Regions from separate parts of the Danio rerio genome. Here region 2 is linked to region 1. A link is a contact called in public HiChIP or PLAC-seq data. All regions are on one chromosome and are shown on one strand. The core of a region is the stretch at or near the end of the contact, and the rest is flanking DNA. Distances in the headings are between cores, read along the strand shown. Region 1 holds the start of rps29 (ribosomal protein S29). Region 2 holds the start of prpf39 (PRP39 pre-mRNA processing factor 39 homolog (yeast)).

Evidence for each region. HiChIP or PLAC-seq counts read pairs in DNA pulled down with a chosen protein or histone mark.
Region 2: a contact with region 1 is called in an H3K4me3 HiChIP or PLAC-seq map of gastrula embryo, with 4 times the contacts expected there. The contact joins the promoter of prpf39 here to the promoter of rps29 in region 1. A contact is called at or near these places in 2 of 4 datasets of contacts at active chromatin or transcription factors (embryo and gastrula embryo).

The regions. Positions count from the first base shown.
Region 1 is chr20:57,583,164-57,588,727 of GRCz12tu, forward strand. It overlaps rps29 (ribosomal protein S29), which reads left to right and starts at 2,620. Exons shown (of 3, transcript NM_212953.1): 1 at 2,620-2,698. The coding sequence starts at 2,637.
Region 2 is chr20:58,015,915-58,021,478 of GRCz12tu, forward strand. prpf39 (PRP39 pre-mRNA processing factor 39 homolog (yeast)) reads left to right here and starts at 3,458. Exons shown (of 14, transcript NM_001004520.1): 1 at 3,458-3,586. The coding sequence starts at 3,574.

The sequences.
Region 1 (5,564 bases), core at 1,370-3,869:
GTGCAGTCATGTGCCGGAAATAATGCTCCATGATGACCAGATTCAACACTATGTAGTGCTAATGTAACGGAGGCCTCTAGTGGGCACCTTTAGAGTTCAGAGGAGTGAGGTTTACCTGCACAGCCTCCTTGTTAGTGCAACTGACTCCCATGCGGAAGGTCACCGGTTTGATTCCAGCTCGGAGCGGGTTGGGTGGCGTAGGACCGGCAGGGTTACATTGGTGCCGTGACCCGGATTTGGAGTGAGGTTTAGGGGGTTGAGTGTAGCGGAGGTCAGCCAGTTGATGCTGTGCAGGTAAACCTCACTCCTCTGAACTCTAAAGGTGCTCTAGCCACAGACGCTATAGGCCATGGTCTTTAGCCTCCTTATTAGAGCAACCGACTCCCATGTGGAAGGTCGCCGGTTCGATACCAGCTCGGAGCGGGTTGGGTGGCGTAGGACCGGCGGGGTTACACTAAAAACCGAGGTTCTGCCTAGCCAAAGTCAAGGAAAGCAGACGGAGCTGTACAAGGCCTGGGTCATCATCAACAAGCAGAACTACTGCATTCTGACAGTGAACTGCTCCTGTACGGCAGGGTATGTAAACACACACGTTTACATTTCATTCTGAGCATTCTGTGTCCGCAGTTTAATTCACCATGTTTAACTGTTTTTGCTGAAATTATTCCTGCAATCAAAACTAGCGATGTGTATGTTTTAGCATAGCGTGAACTTACCTGATATAACATGAGCACTGCAGAGTCCAGCATTATTAATTAGGTCCTTACTCCACTTACTACTGGTGTACGGTAAAATTTGGCATCCTACTGCACAACACAACATGCTTGCTATTGCAACCGGTCTTTTTTTGCAACCGGTATGCGCGTTTGAACCTGTGTGACGTTACGTGTGACGTAGGTTGGTATTTCCCCTATAGAAAAGTAATGCATTGGTGAGGAAAAACACATTCTGTGTGAACGGCCCCTTACAGTTTCATTTGAGATGACACTTAAACACTACATGGTTGAGTATATAAGTGCACAAGTGTTTATCGTATAAGTGCATAATGTGTCATTTGGGATGCTTCTTTCGTTCGGACACTACTTTTGTTTGGGAATCTTCAAACTCTGGGCATCTGCTTCAGCGAGTGATTGCTCCATATTTAAAATTTCTTTCCAGAGAGGTTTTGACCTTCAATTGGTCTCACGCATTCATATGATACGATTTCGCAGGTGGAACGTGTCGCACAAGCTTGTGCTTCCAGTCTGCTGTATTTACATACGTAAGAGGTAAGTCTATGGGGTGAAAAGTGCCCTGTGACCACAGCTTCAAAGCAAACTAAAGCCACGTTCACACTCTATAATACTTGTTTCTACTATGGATGTTAATGCTTACCAGTTTACAACATTTTCAAACCATAATATACTTTGTGTTCAGCATGATGAAACAAAATAAAACTCATAAAGGTTTTGGAATCACTTGAGAGAATAAATAATAGAAATTTAATTTTTGGGGTCCCTTTGAAACTTCAGTGTGCATTTATATGCATTTCTAATGTAAATCTTGTGCTGTTTGTCCTAGAATAGAAGTTTGTTTCGCAAATACAAGCTTTAAGTAATAAATATAAGGACAATTTTTAAAACTAGAATACTTTAAAACAAAAAATACGTGAAAGAACAAATAGTACGAAACAATTATTAGAAAAATCTTCTACAAATATAATAAACATTGATAAAGAAATATAAATTAAAAGAAAAGATCAAAAGAAATATTACAGTAATAAATATGATAGTTTTTCTTGCTTTTTTTGTAAAGCGTAATTGAGCACTGAAGATGCAAATATATAAAATAAACATATTATTATTATAAGACAAACGAATTAATGATTGCTTTAATGATAGTAACGTTCATTAATTCATTAATGTTCTTTTCTGCTTATTTATCAGGGGTTGCCACAGCAGAATGAACCACTAACTTATCCATCATATGTTTTACACAGCTACAACCCATCACTGGGAAACGCCCATACACACTCATTCTACGGCCAATTTAGCCTACCCAATTCCCCTATAGCGCATGTGTTTGGACTGTGGTGAAAACCGGAGCACCCGGAGGAAACCCACACCAACACAGGGAGAACATGCAAACTCCACACAGAAACGCCAACTAACCTAGCCGAATCTCGAACCAGTGACCTTCTTGCTGTGAGGCGACACTGTGCGACCGCGACACCATTATAATAACTTATTATTAATAATAATAATAATAACAATAATAATAAACAAACGAATGAATGAACAAACGAACTAATAAACAAATAAATAAAGACTTAATTGTAATAAAACAACAATAATATGTGTAGAACTTCCTCAGAGAAGACTTCAGGGATTTTAAAAAGACCATTCAATATTTTTAAAAATTCACCATCACCATTCCTACACAAGGGCAGGTATTTTACACTATACATGTACAATCTACACTATAAAATAAACAAATAAACATTTTCCTGACTTCTGTAATGTGGAACTCGCCCTCGGAATGGCGCCGTTTTTTAGTGTGGGCGCAGGAAGTGGCGGGTTCCGTAGAAGAAGCGCGTCTTTTTTGCGCCTGCGCACAAGATCCACTTCCTTTTCGACATCCCGATCGAGAGAGACGAGATGGGCCATCAGCAGCTCTACTGGAGTCACCCTAGAAAATACGGCCAGGGCTCGAGATCCTGGTCAGTTCTGCTCAGTTTGGTGTTTAATGTGAAGGTTTTGTGTTTGTGAAGGTTTTCGCTCGGTCAGACCGTCGTGTGTTTATAATATCCGCGGGAATGCGGAGCACATGGGCGGCGAGGATGATGCGCGCTGACAACATGGCGGACGGAGAATAGTTTAACTGCCGATTACTGGAAACCCGAATAAAACGATAAACACTTCATCTAAGTATGATATCAATTCGATAATAGTGGTCTCTCCTATATATAGAGAGTGTCTAGAGGATTTTCTACATGTTTGGTCACAGATTACAGACTTGCGTAGTCATTTAAATGTTTATATAACATTTCACACTTTTATTAAGTAACGATTTAATGTTTTGATGCCATTTTGTAAGCATTTAATCATGGATAATTTGTGGTTTACCGCTGTCGACTGTGTTAACCAAAACTAAAGTAGTGTTCATGGTTAAAATGAACTAGTTTTACTATGGTATTTGTGGTAAAACTGCTGGCAAATGGAAGTCAGTGTACCACACAGCCATAGTTAACTTGTACTATTTTAACATGGTTTATTTTTACAAAGGAGGACCATTTGCAGGTCATAATTATTAACACGAATTTCTGGTTAATTCACAAAGTTATTATTACTTGTATTTTTTTAACCAGTTAACTTATAATATTATTTAGTAACTAACTGCTTGTAGGGGGTTTAAACAAATTGCTAAGAAAATTAATGGATGTTTGCTGACTTTATGAAGTGTTTCGTATCTTAAAAGTAGGGCTGCACAATATTAGAAAAACATTGCATTATTGTTCTGCGTTTTTTTTATATTGCGATATGAATAGTTTCACTCGACGAGTTGAATAAATGTTCAAAAAGAAGCTATAATTTTAGATTGATTGGGAAGATTCTGTAGGCGATTGCATAATGTAATTTAACTTTATTTGTATAGTACATGAACATAAGTATTATATAAGCACAATATATTATTGACCACAATATTTGTATAATATGCAATCTACCAGCATACATAATTTCAATAAAAAAAATATGCTAATTAAACAATTTTATTGTTTTCCGAAGAATCAAACTATTCAAGGCTACAGTAATGTATAATAATACTACGTCTTTTTTTATAAACAATTCCATTAAACTAATCATTATAAATTTTTGCAAGTTACAAATAGTACATTTTCTTAAGCCTGAAAGCTTTTAAAGCCCTCACACAGTCACAGGCCTAAAAAAAACCCTGAGCTGTTAATAATTATTAAATAAAAATCTAAGTTTTTTCCTGTTTTCTATCCAAATATCTAAATATTTTAAAATCAAGATGCATACTAGACACTGAGTGAAATTTCACTCGATGATTTGAATAAATGTTTGTAAAGAATCTATAATTTCAGATTGATTGGGAAGATTTTGTAGGCGAGTGCATATAAGTGAACTTTATTTGTATAGCACATGAGCATAAGTATTATTTAATAAGCGTAATATTTATATTATTGAGCACAATATTTATATAATAAGCAATCTTTTATTACAAACAGTACATTTTTCTTAAGCCTGGAAGCTTTTAAAACCCTCACAGTCCTTAAACACTTGCATGCATATACTTGCATATAGTTGAAATGTGACAATTGCGAATGATCATATTGCAATATCAATGCTGAAACAGTTTGTCTTGCCCTAATTTAAAAGGATAATTGCATTACAATTTGCTTAAATTGTAATGTAATAAAAATAAAATGTGGTATCCAAACGTTATGTTTAAAGTTTTACCCCACTATGCACTATGCATAAGTCAATGCACCAAACAATTATGGTTACTACAGTTTTACCATTAGAAAAGCATTAGATTAACTTATTTTCAAAGATGACTGTTGGCAGGTCATAAATGTAGCATTGCTGTTTTTCCCCCACAAAATGCAGTTTAAATGAGGTACTAAGAAAATAAATAGTGATTTGTGTACGTTTAATCTGCTTTTTTATTGAAAAAAAAAAAATTATTTGTTTTAAGTGCATTGTTAATACAAGCGATGGTACACTTATATAAAAATATATATTTTATTAAAGCTTTGTATTTTTTTCCTTTTTTTTTTACCCAAAAGAAGATATTTTAATTAATAATGGAAACTGGTAGCATTGACATCCATTGTAGGAAAAAAAAACGTGTAATTCAGTGGCTGCCGCTTTCCAGTAGTCTGAATATTTTTTTGTGCTCAGAGGCTTGAATCTGAATTTCATTATATTAAAGTTGAACCGTCCCTTTTAAAGTCCTTGTAAAATCAAAATTTACATTGTTTATTTTGCTAGCTCGCATTGCTTTTCCTAACATGAATAATTAGTCTGCATGTTAATCCACTGAATAAAGATATATTGATGATCTACAATCAAAAGTCTGAGCATGTTTTCATACTGCTGACATCAACTCGAAGGCTTTCATAGCAACTTTATATTAATGAACATGGCCATTCCCCTTTTATTGTTAGTTTGGTTGCGTTAATTGTAAGTTGGGTAAAGTCTAGAAGGGATACAGCTGAAGACGAGCACAATGTAGCATACATTTTGTGATTCTGTACAAAAAGCAGTATTATGAGGGTTGGGGCAGGTGTTAATTATGCAGTTTAATGTGTAATACATTTCATAATTACTGTATGTGCATAACTGGGTGGTAGGTTTTAATATAATGCAATTAGTGTATTTTATTCAGTACAATAATTCTCTTAATTACTGTTTTTACATTACTGTGATGGTTGTGGTAGAGGTAGACGTTGAAGTTCATTTTATGTAATTAATAAATCTGTCATAATTATGGTTTTTACATTGCTGTCAGGGTTGTGTTTAGAGTAGGGGTAGATGTAGACTTTAATAAAATACAATCAA
Region 2 (5,564 bases), core at 2,208-4,707, 430 kb after region 1:
TTGGACCGCTTTTGCCTTCAGAACTGCCTTAATCCTTCTTGCCACAGATTCAACAAGCTACTGGAAATATTCCTCAGAGATTTTGCTCCATATTGTCATGATAGCATCACACAGTTGCTGCAGATTTGTCGGCTGCACATCCATGATGCCAATCTCCAGTTCCACCACATACCAAAGCTGCTCTATTGGATTGAGCTCTGGTGACTGTGGAGTCCATTTGAGTACAGTGAACTCATCATCATGTTCAAGACACCAGTCTGAGATGATTGAGCTTTATGACATGCTGCGTTATCCTGCTGGAAGTAGCCATCAGAAGATGGAGACACTGTGCTCATAAAGGGATGGACATGGTCAGCAGCAATACTCAGGTAGGCTGTGGCGTTGATGCTCAACTGGTACTAATGGACCCAAAGAAAATCTCCCCCACACCATTACACCACCACCACCAGCCTGAACCGCTGATACAAGGCAGGATGATCCATGCTTTCATGTTGTTGATGCCAAATTGTGAGCCGAGCATCTGAATGTGTCAGCAGAAATGGAGACTCATCAGAGCAGCAACGTTTCTCCAATCTTCTATTGTCCAGTTTTGGTGAGTCTGTGTGAATTGTAGCCTCAGTTTCCTGTTCTTAGCTGACAGGAGCGGCACCCGGTGTGCTCTTCTGCTGCTGTAGCCCATCCACCTCAAGGTTGGACGTGTTGTGTGTTCAGAGATGCTCTTCTGCAGAGCTCGGCTGATACGAGTGCTTATTTGAGTTACTGTTGCCTTTCTATGGACAGGTGTACCTAATAAATTGGCCAGTCAGTGAGTGTTTGTGTGTGTGTGTGTGTATATATATATATATATATATATATATATATATATATATATATTAGGGCTGTCATATGATTAAAAAAATTGACGTAATTAATCACACTTTTTTTTGTAATTAATCATGATTAATCAGGAAACGGTGTATTTATTACGGAAATAAAAGGACAGGCTGCCATTTGTGTTTCAAAACAATCAAAGCCAAGAACAAACAAAAATGATTTCCATGTTGGATTCTAAGTGGACTACACAAAGACGCGCGCACAATACAGCGGACCCGCTGAGCGAGGGAGGGATCCCTTCAGGGTCATCAACACGCACGATGGCGTTCATCAAATTTGCTTAAACTACGCGCTCTAAAGTATGGCTGTATTTTACAAGCAAGGATTCTGACACAGCAACGTGAAACTTATGAAATGTGAGCGCATGATTAGAGAATAGGGCTGTCTGACAGCTTGTGATTTCATCTGCCATTTTCACTGAGTACTGGACACCAATACTCCGCTTTTATGATTAAGATAATACTGATTAAGAGTCGACCATGTAAGCAGCGATATTTAATACCTTAAAGGATCACGCGAGTCCCAAAATGCGGAGGTTTTTTTCGTTCGCTATGCGATATCAAACTCCATTAAAACATCCTGAATGAAAATCTGCTGAATGAGAGTGAACTGCTGAACTGCAGCTAAAGAGGAAACACCCGAAATTGCATGAAACTGGAGGAAACGCAGGATAGCCTGATGATGCCACATTCATTATTTTATACTGAAACTTTCCTTCTGAAAGCGCCTCCTTGGTCTTCTTTCTTTGCATGTTTAACAGACGCAGGGCCGAGGCAAGCTGGACTGGCACTTTAGGCAGACGACAATCACGCCGCCCTCAGGCCCGAAAGTGTAAAAGAAAGTGACCTTTTTGCTGATGAAAGCGAGGACCGTGAGGGAGGGGGTCGGTGTAGCTGATGAAAGTGGGCTCGCTATTCTGCTGCCCAAAGCGTCCGCCTTGGTCGCCTCTATGCACGCACCGTCCCTAAACACATGTTGGCCACAACAGGACATAAAAACCGGCAACTGCGTTATTTGCGTTCTTTTTTTAATGCGTTAAATATTTAAATTAATCACGTGTGTTAACGCGTTGATTTTGACACCCCTAATATATATATATATATATATATATATATATATATATATATATATATATATATATTTATATATATATATATATGGTAAACTGATTTTTTAAGGCCGCATGACTTGATTATTATTTCAACAATACAAATAATACAGTAAACTACTACCATCATTTTACACAATATCCACATTGGATAAACAGAAAAGAGAGAACAAATTTTATTTTAAAAATGTACAAAAAAATTATATTTTTTCATAAACTAATGTTTTTTAAAAAGTAAAAAAAAGTACTAAATCACAATAATAGAAAAAATGATCAAATTCCTTAAAAGATCTCATCATATTTCTTAAACGCACATCTCTTATTGATGAATCTGTGTTAAATTAAATGTTAAATTAATTATTTAAATGTTATATTTCATGTTAGTAGTCTATACGAGTTGGTATATGAATTATGAAACCTTTGTAAATAAAACAAAAATTCCCAGCAGCACGTATAAGAGAATTCACAATAGCTTCTGTTTTTATTGCATAACAGGAGTGTTCATGTGCATAGAGAGTGCAGAGAGGATACAGCACTGGGTGCTTTTACATGAACGTCAAGAGAAAAGATCAATAGAAAATAAGAAATAACAAATTACAGGAGTTTTACAGCTCTTTTAATTTTAAGATCTTTTAGGGTTTTAATATAATGCTTAAGATCAATTTTAAACAAAAAAAATGTTAGGTTTATCGTTAATATTGGAACATTTTTGTTTGTGTGCATGGTATTTCCCATACTTCTTCTTCTTTGGCCTTAGTGCCGTATGGTTGCGGGGTCGGCTCTTTGGAACAAGTCCTCCATTTAGACTTGTCCATATGATAACGACTTGTTTTTTACACATTCCGGCCGGCCTGTCGTCTGGGCCTGTCACCCTCATACACTACGGACAATTTAGCCTACCCAATTCACCTGTACCACTTGTGTTTGGACCGTTTGGACTGTGGGGGAAGCCGGAGCACTCGGAGGAAACCCACGCGAACGCAGGGAGAACATGCAAACTCCACACAGAAACACCAACTGAACCTAGGCTCGAACCAGCGACCTAGCGACCTTCTTGCTGTGAGGCGACAGCACTAGGTATTTCCCATACATAATCATTAAATTAATAATCACAGTTTTATTATTATTATTATTATTATTGTATATCAAAACATCTTTACAAGAAATCTGTATTTCTAATGTATGTTTAAATATAAGATAACCCCAGGTAGGAACCATTCACTCAAAAAATATAGTTTTTACTTGTTCAAACTACTTATATAGAATGAGCTGAAACAACATTTGAGATTTCATTGGGACAACTTAACTGTTTTATGTTCAATACACACAAATTTGTTAAACGTGTTAAGTTAACTTCATCGATTTGTGTTGGGACAACAGGAATAAATTGTGTGGAACCCTGCATTTTTGGGGACGCTGTGACGTCACGAGCGTCTTTTGAGCGACTGAGTTCCGCGTCGCAGTGCGCATGCGCAGCACATTCGTGTCCTTTTCGACACAGCACGACGGAACGCGGCCGCTCGACCACATGTGTTCAGCCGCATAAAACTTCAAAGAACTCGTGAAAATATCTGCCGGTTTAACCGAGTTTCATGGAAGATTCCGGTAAGTAAGCACTAGGTTGCAGATTTTCCCGCGTTTAGCTTCAGGAAAGCTCTGAGGAAACGTGCGCGGCTCCTCGTTAGCAGTTCGGCTAAACGCGTAAAGAAAACAGGCCGAAAGCACAGCAGCTCACTGACTCTTCACACACGCATACAGTATTTTAAAGCGATTTTTATCATAATATCTTGTATTTAACGGCTCGTCGTGCAGTAGAGCGCATTTAAAGCGTGTTTTCACCTGCAGGCGATGGGTTTGCTAATATTCGCTAACTTCCACGAATCATCGCGCGAGTTTCGCTAGGAAACCCCAAACAAACAGATCAGTACCGAACATATCGTCGAGGTTTCTGAATGTTTACGAATATTATCGTGTGTTCGTTCTGATTTATTGAAATACTTAATCTGTCGAATTTATTTTTATGTTTAGGAAAATGTGCGAGTTGCATTCAAATCAGGCGTCAGTTTATGCAAGAGAACACTGCATCACGTGACGCTTCTGTTCGACCTGTCACTAATTGTTTTAATGATAAATATTTTGCTTTAACATCTTATTTTTTGGTTTCGCCAGCTAAACATTTTAAAACGCGACACTAAGCTTAACAGTTAAAGTTTTACTTGTGGTAATGTGTTCTAATACATTTCTGACTTGATTTGTAAACTTTGTCGTAGGAATGGTCGGTATTGCAAAAAATCTTACTCAAACGTTATGTACTTAAATAAATAGGTTGTTAATTCTGCCAGCTTTAATAATTTTGTGGATTCAATCATTATTAGGTTAATCTCTTAATTACAGGCTAAAGTATAGTTTATCATCAGCCATCTGGCCTTAAACATGACAACTTATTAAAATACAGGTAAAAAGGAGCCAAATTTACCAAAAACTATTATAAACATCATTTGTAACGGTTACAGTTTGATTTAGTCTAAATAACTACTAACAAATGCACACATTAATAATGTTTGCGATATTCTTCCATTAACATTTGGTGTGCTTATTACGAGGTAAATTAAATGCAAACTGATTGACTATTACATGTTTCCTCTGTGTGATTGGGTCTCAAAATAATCCACATTAAGTAAAAATTTTGAGTTTATGAGCTCAATCTTTGTTTGTAGGATGAATGATCCATGTCAATAGCCAGGTTTTCACTTTAAAGTGAACCAAATCTTGTTAAGTTAAATTAAATAAAAAATGCCAATGCTAATGAGATGGGTCACATCAAATTTTTAGAATGGCTGACTGTAGTATTGGGAACCTAGCAACCAATAGTAAACAAGAAAAACTTAATGGAGTTGTGTGTGTAATGTGCTCTGTATCAGTTTATTCGGTAAATGCATTCTCACATTATTTACATTGACCCTTTTTTGCATAAGTCTAAAACCAAAAAATTCTTGCAAATTAAGGCAATTTTGGTTGAAATGTGATGTTTCCATCACTCGTTGTTCATGCAATACTTCAAAATGGTCACCCAAAACTTAAAAATACTGTCATTTAGGCATGGGATAACCGTTTTCAAGGTATACTGAGGTTTGGGAAAAGATTAGGGTATATACAATATATTTTATTTATATTTAATAAATTATATTGTGTTCAAAGGGGAAAAGTTTTTGTATTTTATCTAGGGCTGCTCGATTATGGGAAAAATCATAATCACGATTATTTTGGTCATAATTGTAATCACGGTTATTCAAAACGATTATCAATTGAAGTCAAAAATATTCTTCCTCCAATGATTTTATTTTTATATATAAATATTTCCCAAATTATGTTTAACAGAGGGGTTTCTTTACAGTATTTCCTATTTTTTTTTCTTCTGGAGAAAGGCTTATTTGTTTTGTTTCACGCAAACTCACACGCACACGCTACCTGTCCAAGGCTAAGCATGGCGCGCGCACACACACAACAGCATGTGCTCTTTTGCGCTTTAAAAAACATGAATGATGCGCATCCAGTGCTGCAAAAGTTACATTACAGCACATGC